Regions from separate parts of the Sus scrofa genome. Here region 1 is linked to region 2. A link is a contact called in public HiChIP or PLAC-seq data. All regions are on one chromosome and are shown on one strand. Each heading gives the region's core, a stretch centred on a gene start, on an enhancer-like site or on the middle of the called end of the contact. The rest is flanking DNA. Distances are from core to core; before and after follow the strand shown. Region 1 holds the start of STAB1 (stabilin-1). Region 2 holds the start of NISCH (nischarin).

What was found. HiChIP or PLAC-seq counts read pairs in DNA pulled down with a chosen protein or histone mark.
Region 1: a contact with region 2 is called in an H3K27ac HiChIP or PLAC-seq map of alveolar macrophages. The contact joins the promoter of STAB1 here to the promoter of NISCH in region 2. A contact is called at or near these places in 1 of 47 Hi-C or Micro-C datasets (liver) and 1 of 2 datasets of contacts at active chromatin or transcription factors (alveolar macrophages).

What each region holds. Positions count from the first base shown.
Region 1 is chr13:34,627,530-34,631,983 of Sscrofa11.1, reverse strand. It overlaps STAB1 (stabilin-1), which reads right to left and starts at 1,536. Exons shown (of 70, transcript XM_021068893.1): 1 at 260-1,536. It overlaps NISCH (nischarin), which reads right to left. Exons shown (of 21, transcript XM_001925354.5): 19 at 3,961-4,089; 20 at 3,267-3,428; 21 at 1,678-2,882. The coding sequence ends at 2,272.
Region 2 is chr13:34,593,519-34,597,791 of Sscrofa11.1, reverse strand. It overlaps NISCH (nischarin), which reads right to left and starts at 2,004. Exons shown (of 21, transcript XM_001925354.5): 1 at 1,768-2,004. The coding sequence starts at 1,863. TNNC1 (troponin C1, slow skeletal and cardiac type) reads left to right here and starts at 3,472. Exons shown (of 6, transcript NM_001130243.1): 1 at 3,472-3,504. The coding sequence starts at 3,481.

The DNA of each region.
Region 1 (4,454 bases), core at 287-2,786, 35 kb before region 2:
CCTGCCCTGCTCGGCCTTCACTGCCGCCGGATGCCCATCCCCATTGTGTTCCCCTGCTGCCCATCTGCCCCAACTCATTCTCCACTCTGTCCTGAGGCTTCCCCCTGCACTCTGGACCCCACTCTGTGCCAGGCTGGCCCCTCTGCCCTCATTGCCTGCTCCCCCACCCCCACTCTGCTCCACCACACGGGCCTTCCTACTCCCTAACCACAGAGTGAGCTCCCTAGGTGCTTTTGCTCCAGATCCTCATAGGACTCACCACAAGGTCCAGGTTAAAGTTCTCCAGCCTTCGCCTTCTCGTAGCACTGGCCACCAGCCGGCACTGGTTTAGTTTATTTTCTGTCTCCCGCTGGAATGTCAGCTAAGGGAGAGCAGGGACAGTGATTGGCTGGTTCACACAGATTTGTGGGATGGATGAATGAAGGGAGTTACTTTTATTATTCTGTTACCAATGGGGAAACGGAGGCTCAGAGGGAACTAGGGAATTCTTCTAAGATTGCTTAACCAGAGTTAAACTCCAATCCCAGTTCTGCTGCCTGCAGGGCACCCCGCCCCTGACTACACTGCACAAACTCTCCCCATTAGGTCCTGTCCTCATGACCCCTCTAGGCTGGGGTCGGCTATTATATGCTGGGGGCTGGAGGGCCTGGGAGCAGGAGTCCGTCTAATAGGTGAGGCCTATGTGCAGTGGACCTCGACTCTGGTCTATAAATCTGCATTTGTCAATGACATGACTGAGATGGAAACAGGGAGATGGCCATTTGTACAGGCCTTTGATAAAGGCCTGATTGGGGGCAGGCTTATCACTGTCCCCTCCCCCACCAGCTGAGGGGCATGGAGCTGGTCTTTGAGAGCTGGCTGGGGGTGTGTGGATGGGGAGACCCTTCTCTTGGTGGTACCCCCCGCCCCAAGCTTTCCTCCAGGCCAGGATTCCCTTTCTGCTGCCACCAAGGGCAAACTGAGGAGAGGCAGGCCTGGGATCTGGGTTAGCTAGCCACTTCCCATCCCCTTAATATTGCCTGGCCCAAATGGCCCTGCAGCCTTAGGGCCCAAGGCTCCTGACTGGGCCAGGATGAAAGAGAGGCAAGTGAGCCTCAGAAGCCCTGCTGTGGAGGGCAGGAACGGGTTGAGGAAGGATGGGGCACAGAGGCTGGCTCCTAAAGAAATCCTACATCCTACCTTAGCTGGGCTCCCTGAGACAACAATCTCTCAGGACAAGGAACCCAGACACGGACAGCACAGGGCACTCCTCCCCACACTCCAGCCCTGGGGCCACCTCCCTGTAGGCTTTTCCCCCTGCAGGCCATCCTGGTGAGGCCCCTAGACCTCACAGAGTAAGCTATCCCAGGCTCCAGGCTTAAGCCTCACAGCAGGCCCAGGTGTGAAGGTGGCAGGGCAGCAGCCAGTGTGCCAGGTATGCCTGAGGAGCTTCATGCCCCTTGTTTGCCCTGAGGCTCCGGGTTTAGCCCTGGCCCAGCATGGCCCTTTCCCTGTCCCAGGTTCCAGTGACACCGATTCCGCATCTGGCCCTGGGAGAGCCACGTACTTTCCTTCATCCCCTCCTCCCTCCTTCTCTTCCTGCAATATCTCACCTTCTTGATGGCACCCTCTCTCTCACCACGCCCTGCCCAGTGCCCTGCTGGGACCCCAGTGGCCTTTGAAATAAAAGAGCCAGACTGTGTCAAACTTGGCTTTATGGAATAGAGAAAATAGGCAACAGGAATCACACTTGGGGCTGGCAGCTGTAGGTCCCCTGCCCCCAGCCCTCTCAGCCTCAAGGCCTGGGGGACTCCTGCCCCACAGGGCTCTCATTCCCACTTGTCTGGTCCCGGAGAGGCTTCCCCTTTGGAAAACTGCACAGGGCAGGAGCTTTCAATGTGCACTGTGCGGCCAGCTTCATAATCAGCAGCAGGTGCCCACAATGACAACAACAGTAACAAGACTGGACTTCACATCTCAGGAAAGGACGTGTAAAAGAGTAAACCAGAACCACGGTGCAACGTTAACAACAGTCCCACGACAGAAGATACGACACTGGTGTGCCCGGCCATGTGGCACCAGGGACAGGCAGATCCACGGGAAGCTGATGGTACCCGGAGACCCTGGAGGGGCCGGCACTTTCACTCTCAAGACAGAACCAATTGAACACACAGTTCACATTCTCTGGGAGGACAGTCAAATGAAGGTACCAAGAGAGAAGAAAACATTTTTAAAAGAACAAAGAAAGCCTCCTTTCCCGCCCTGAGTGGACACCAGGCCAGACATGGTGAGCTAGCCGGTGAGTTCCACGGGCAGCTCCCGGCCGCACAGAGCCTCCCACTGGCGGGCTAACAGTGAGATGAGCTTCTCGCGGCTCTCAGCACTAGGGATGAACACTTGCCACTGGACCTCGCGGCCCTGGCCAGCTCTGGCTGGGCCCCCTGGCTCCTCCCCAAAGTGGTCCAGGGTGACGCTGCCCATGAGGTCGTGGCCCTGAACATCATCAAAGACCAGGGTGAGGGCCTGCGGGTATGTCTGGTAGCCCATGAGCACGCGGTCCAGGTCCCGGACGCGGCGGCCATCATCCAGTCGGTACCGGTCCCTCTGTGGAGGCTCCTTGGCGAACTCGGGCAGCGGGTAGTGGACGAAGTCCTCATCCAGAAGGAAGATCTCGGCGCTGGTGAGCAGCAACGTCTTGGGGCGCAGCAGGCCCCTACAGCGCCCAGGTAGTGGCATGCCCACCTGGAAAGCTTGCACGTACAGCAGGATGCTGAGGCCCGGTGCCTTCTCTGGGTCAGCCATCTTCTGGGCCACAGTGAACGTCAGGTCCCCGATCTCCTCCTCGCTGGGGTAGGTGAACTTGACGCGGCTCGAGTGGATCAGCTCGTAGTTCTCCACCTTTCCTGCAGAGAGATGCCAGTGGGGCTGGAGCCTGGAACTGGCCTGTGGTGAGGCTGGGAGCACCAGTGGCCCCAAGCCACCCAGAGGCAGCAGCAAGAGCTGAGTGTCTGTCAGAAGCAGGAGAGAGGGCTCCAATCCCCCATACTTAGGCAGAGACCCGCAGGCCAGCAGCTGAGACCAGAGTGGAGTGGACACTGAGAAGCACCCACTGGATGGCTGTGGATTTGGTGGCATGGGAAAGTTCACGGAAAACCCTAGTGACTTAGCATGAAAAGAGACAAAGAGGAGAGACAGAAGCAGACATGGGGCCGGGGCACAGAGGGGTTGCTCTGGGGCCTGCTACTGCTCTCAGGGTTGGCCAGGAGACCCAAGCTGGGTGGGGGTACCTGTGGTCTTGTTTCCAAACTCAGAGTAGAAGTCTTTGTCGACAGGCTCAGGAGAGGGTGTGCGTTCTAGCAGGGACAGCACAGCCATGACGTGCTGGAGGAAGCAGTGTGTCAGGTAGCTGTCCCGTGTCAAGCATGTAACCACCTGCGCCGGGGAGGAACCTGTGGAAGAAAGGCCAGTCACGGCTGCAGGCTGCTGCTCCCCCAGCCCCCGTCCCTGCCCCTGGAGCCACCTCTAGTCTCTAGCAGATCAGCCTGGACCTGTGGACCACAGAGCAAGGGCCAGGAGGGCCCATGTGGGAAAGTAGCATGGGGTCTGGGGAGATGGCCATTTCTCAAGCCGGAAGGGTTGTGACATTTCTCTGGAAGGGGATACAGAGGCATCAGGGAAAGAGCTTAGCTTTCTCTCTTCAGGAAGTATGAGTCAGAAACATCCTGCCCATAAGCCCAGGGCCCACTCTGCCCTGCCTGCCCAGCACTTCACTGCCTCTGCCCCCGGCCCCCCGCTCCGAGTCCTGGGGGGTGAGTTCTGCACTCTCAGCAGTTCCTGAAGCTGCTTCCTCCCACTCCGGTGAACTGGCTTGTGAGCAAAGAGATAACTCTGCCTGCGATAATGCACCCATATAGGACGATGGAAGCCCATTGGAGACACTGGCCTTCACCCAAGACAGGACAAAGCACAGCAGTCACTCACCAGTCAGCCGGAAATACTGGTCGAAAAGCCCAACGTTGACTGTCTGCAGGTCGCTGAGTTTTAAAACAAAGCACTGGGAGATGTGGAATGGACTGTTGTTGTAGTCGGTGTTTTTCTGATGCCAGAAATCTGTGATGGAGAGAAAGGGACTGAATGTGGTTGTGCTGGGTGAACAGCTGTCTTGAGCAGGACTGGGTCCCCCCTGATTGGCCTGAGGCATGGCATGGAGCCACCACCATTTCTATGCACAGAAGACCTCGTGTGCTGGAGTCACCGGGATCCCTAAGACAGGCCACTGGTTAGAGCTCTCACTGAGGCCCCGGGGGCAGAGGCTGCCTAGCCCCTCCTCAATGTGGCTAGTTCCTGGGCACATACCAGACCCTGGCTGGGTGTGTTCATACCTGGCCTCACTTCCCTCACAAGAGCTTGAGAAAAGTGCCGTCACATACCCCCTTCCCCAGAAAAGAGATTCTCAGCCTGTGCAGTCAAATCAC
Region 2 (4,273 bases), core at 755-3,254:
GCTTTTCTGCTATAATTCTTTCCCAGGTGCTCTGCGTATATCCTGGAAGCAAGTCCTTTTCCAGTGCTCTCAGCTGTGGATTCATGTTCATGGCTGTTATTTCTGCTGCTGAGCTAGGAGTCAAGGCACTAAGAAGCTGAGGGGAGGGCGGCAGAGAATGGTGATAGACAATCAAGCCCTAACAGAAAAGAAACGGGTCTTGGAGTCAAGGAAGATCTGGGTTCAGAATCAGGTTCTGGCATTTCTTGGCTATGGTTTATGTATGTCACTTACGTAAGTGGCTGAGAGCCTAAGTTCTCCCTGAGCTTCAGTTCCTCCATCTTAAAATCTGGTCGATTTAAGAATCAAATAAGATAATGCATTCAAAATGCTTTATATAAGGCCTGACATGTAGCAAGTGTTCAACCAAAGGTAGGTGCATTAATATTCAACTCAGCATACCCGGACAAAAGGACACAAAACGGTATGGTCAGTCTAGGTCACCATCTCCCTGACAACCATTCAGAGGAGGGACTCAGCCCTGCGGAATAAGGAGAGCTTTCTGGAGCTTATCCTCCAGCTGAATGCAGTGGCTGCATGACTGCCGGCCAGGCATCAACTCAGAGACCTCAACTTTCACCTGGATGAGGACCCCTGGTCCTAGGGTCCCGCCCCTCCCTGAAGCAAGCAGGGAAGGGGGAGGAGAAAGTAATCAACTCAGCCTAAGCATCCATGGAGGAGCAGCCATTTCTCCAGGGCCTGCCTGTTGCTACAGAATTAGTCCCCAGCCTCTCTACCCAGCCTGGCAGTTTCCATCCCCTCCCTCCAGTACAGGAAAGAATGACCCTGGAGGAGGGTTAGGATGAGGTCCAAAAGGATGGGGCGAAGGCAGGGCCAAAGCCCCCCACATACTTCCCACCTTCCAGGAACAAAAGACAGGAGTCTGGGAGGTGCTCAGATGCTCAGTCCCTGCCAGGCAGCCAACCTGGCCTGTAGGCCAGGTGCCCAATCCCATCCAGACCCAGGAGGGCCTCCAACTCATCACAGTCTGGAACCTGCCCCCTTTGCTGTCCTCCATCACCCCCGTAGCTCTGAAGTGTGCGTGGGCAGTTTACAGCACCAACTCACCCCCATAATCCAAAGCCATGAAGATCCCTAAGGTTCCCCGGTTTTAAGCTTTCAGCCCTGAGCCACCCCTTCAATTGCCGGTGTCTAGGCTCCACCCTTACCCCATTCTTGTTTCTGCCAGAGCCCCAAGGAACCTGAGCCCCCCTTCACTTTTAGAGCAAATCTCAACTGCAACCTCAGGCCTCCCACGTCAAGGCCCCGTCTCCTCCGCCCCCGCCCGCAGGGCCCTGACCCTTTCTGCAGATTTCATCCATCAGAGACCCTTTCCCTAATTCCCCTCCTTCCAGACCCCTTGTCACGTCCTCCCAGGCCGGCGCCTCTCAAGGCCTAGAAGATCTAGAGGGACCGCCGCCTCAACCCGACTCCTGTCTTCCGCAGACCCCCTTTATCCTCTAATCTTTCCCCAACCCTATCCTGCTTTTCTAAACGCGTACACTTCCCAGGCCCCCTCCCTGGGCCCCACCCCAGGACCCTCTTTCCCTACCTGCAGGGCCCAGGGTCCTTCCCCAGATTCCGCTATTCCAGGTCCCCACTTCAAAATCGCAGTCCCCCACCTCCTCCTCTTCAGATGCTGGGCCCAGATTCCCTCCCCAACCTCCCAACTCTGAAATCGGGTTCCAGCCGCCACCCCTAGTTCAGGCACCGGGGCCCTCGGCACACCGTATACGTGTCCACGAGCTCAGAGCCCACGACGCGAGCCTCCTTGGCCGGCTCGGCCTCCGGTTCGGGCCCGAAGCTGCGCGCCGCGGCCGCCATGTTCCGGGCTCGGTCGCCGCCGCCGCCCGGAGCAGACTGGCAGCAGCAGGGGGCGGGGTCAGCGTCCCACCGCCCCCCGACGGCCCCCGCCCCCCGCCCCACGCTGCTCACCAAGCAGCCATCTTGGACCGGCCGCCTCCTCGCGCCCCGCCCAGCTCCGCCCCTCGCGCGTAATTGACAGCAGCTGCCAATGGCGCGCGTGCGCAGGCTGCCCGGGAAGGTCCACTTGCGTAATCTGTACCTGCCTGGCCCCGCCCGCCGCGCTCCTAGCAGCGGGGGAGAAACTGAGGCTCCGGGCGGGAACTGCTCTGGGAATTGCCAGTCAGTGCCCAGGAAGGAAGGACCAATGGCCCCGCACCTTCCGGCGTACCTGAAGCGAGTCACTGCTTCGCTTGGTCTCAGTTTCCTTCTCCAGAAAAGAGGCAGTGGTTACCTCTCACCTTCCTCTTGGGCTCATTCCCAGTTGAGCACAAGAAGGCTAAAGGAGAAGAAAAATTGGGGCTTAGAATGCAAGCAGGACAGAATAATTGTGTCAGTTCTTAACCTCTCCAAGACTCAGATCTATGTCACATGGGCTTCCAGAGAACTGAGTGGGCTAGTCCACGCAAACGCCTGGCAGGCAAGGCAGGGAGCTGGTGTGAGTTCTGCGAGAAGGTGTTGAGTTAGGTGGAAGCAATGGCTATGTGCTGGCCATCTGGCACAAGACCCCCGCTGGTGTTCTACTAGAGCTCAAAATGAGGGGGCGATAGATTGGCTCTGGACCCAGGAACTGCAGTACTGGAGCACAGGCAGAGAAGGAGCCTTAACCCAGGGGAAGACCCAGATCTAGAAGAGAGAGGTGGTAAACCAACTTCAGGGGAACAGTCTTACACAGATGGGGCATCTGTGAGGGTGAGTTTGTTGAATGATTGATTGAATGCAGTCAAGCCCAGAGCTAGTACTTCTCTCCCTGGGGAGATGAGAGGTCTCAGGCAGGGCTTCTCTGGCACCCTTGGCAGAAAGGCTCCAGCCCATACTCTCCTGAGGTAGGTCAGTGCCTTCCTTCTCCACTAGTACCACAGCACCGTACTCTGAACTTGGCATTCGAGGCTTCTCTGAGGGTTCTGCTCTCCCACCCTCTCCTTACATAGTGTTGCCCCTGCTCCAGAGAGGTTTAACCTAAGTTAGGAGCTGCCACGTCAGCCAGACCTCAAGCAAGTCCTTCCAGGAGCCTCACCTATTCCCTTGATTGGATAGGGGTTGAGCTGCTGTGTATAGGGGCCTCACCTCCGGGGCAGACAGGAGCTGCAGTATAGTGGGCCCCAGGCGAGGCCCCTGTACACAGCTCCCGTCTGTCCTGGGCTTATGTTTTCATTTTTTCAAAAAACTTTTCTGGAGAGTCCCTGGGGAGATGGAGGACAGAGGGAGAGAGACCTGGTCCTTATAGCCCTTCATCTTCTCCTTGCCCTGGGCGGAGGACACAGGGACTCAGGCCAGTGTGAGATCACCAGGTCCAGGGGAGGGAGTGGAGGATACGGCAGGCAGGGGTGGGCTGGGCCGGGAATGTGGCGGGGCAGGGCTATTTAAGCCGAGGGCCGCTGCTGGCAACCTCAGCAGCCTGCCCTGTGAGCCGCCAGTATGGATGACATCTACAAGGCTGCGGTGAGGGATGGGCCTGGGCAGGGCTGGGGTGGCGGGCCCACAGGGGGCTCATTCAGCTCATGATGGGGGCAAGGTCACCTGAAGGAGATGGTGGGAATCCAGGAGAGGGACCACGTACTTTCAACCCAGGCCCTCAGGGGCTGGTGGGGCTGGCATTCCAGGGTGTGGAAGGGGTGAGGAGTTTAGGGTCTGTGGGTAGCTGTCAGGGTGGGTGGAGGAAGATGTCGCAGCTTTGGCATCATGTCTGCCCCTGTCTCCAAATGTCTCTAGTCTACGTCACTGGTCTCTGGACTTTTGCTGTTTCTAGTCTCTTTCCATCTCTTTGTTCCTTCCAAGCTCTCCCTCTGAGGCTCTGTTGCTGTTTCCCTGTCCCCACCTCCCCCACTGCTGCCCCTCATATTCTGCTTCTCACATGTCCACAATCCCCCACCCCCTCCAGCCCCTTGGCTGGCTGCAGATGCTGTGGAGAGTGGGATAGGGGTTGTGAGGAGGGGGCTGGAGAGCTGGAATCCTGAGCTGGAGAAGGGGCTCTGAAGTTTAAGGCAGGCAGGGAGGGACTGGGCATGGGGGTGGGGAGCTGGGAAGAAGGAACAGAGAGCTGAGGCCCCAGCCCGCATCCAGCTCGGCAGGCTCCGGATCAGTGGCTTAGCCAGGGGTAAGGGCTGGAGGGTGGTCACTTCAGGTCCCTGCAGGGCCCACTGAGGGGCTTCAGATGTGATTCCATGCCAGCAGGGGGGTGTGTTACTGACCTCCTCCCACCGTAGAGACA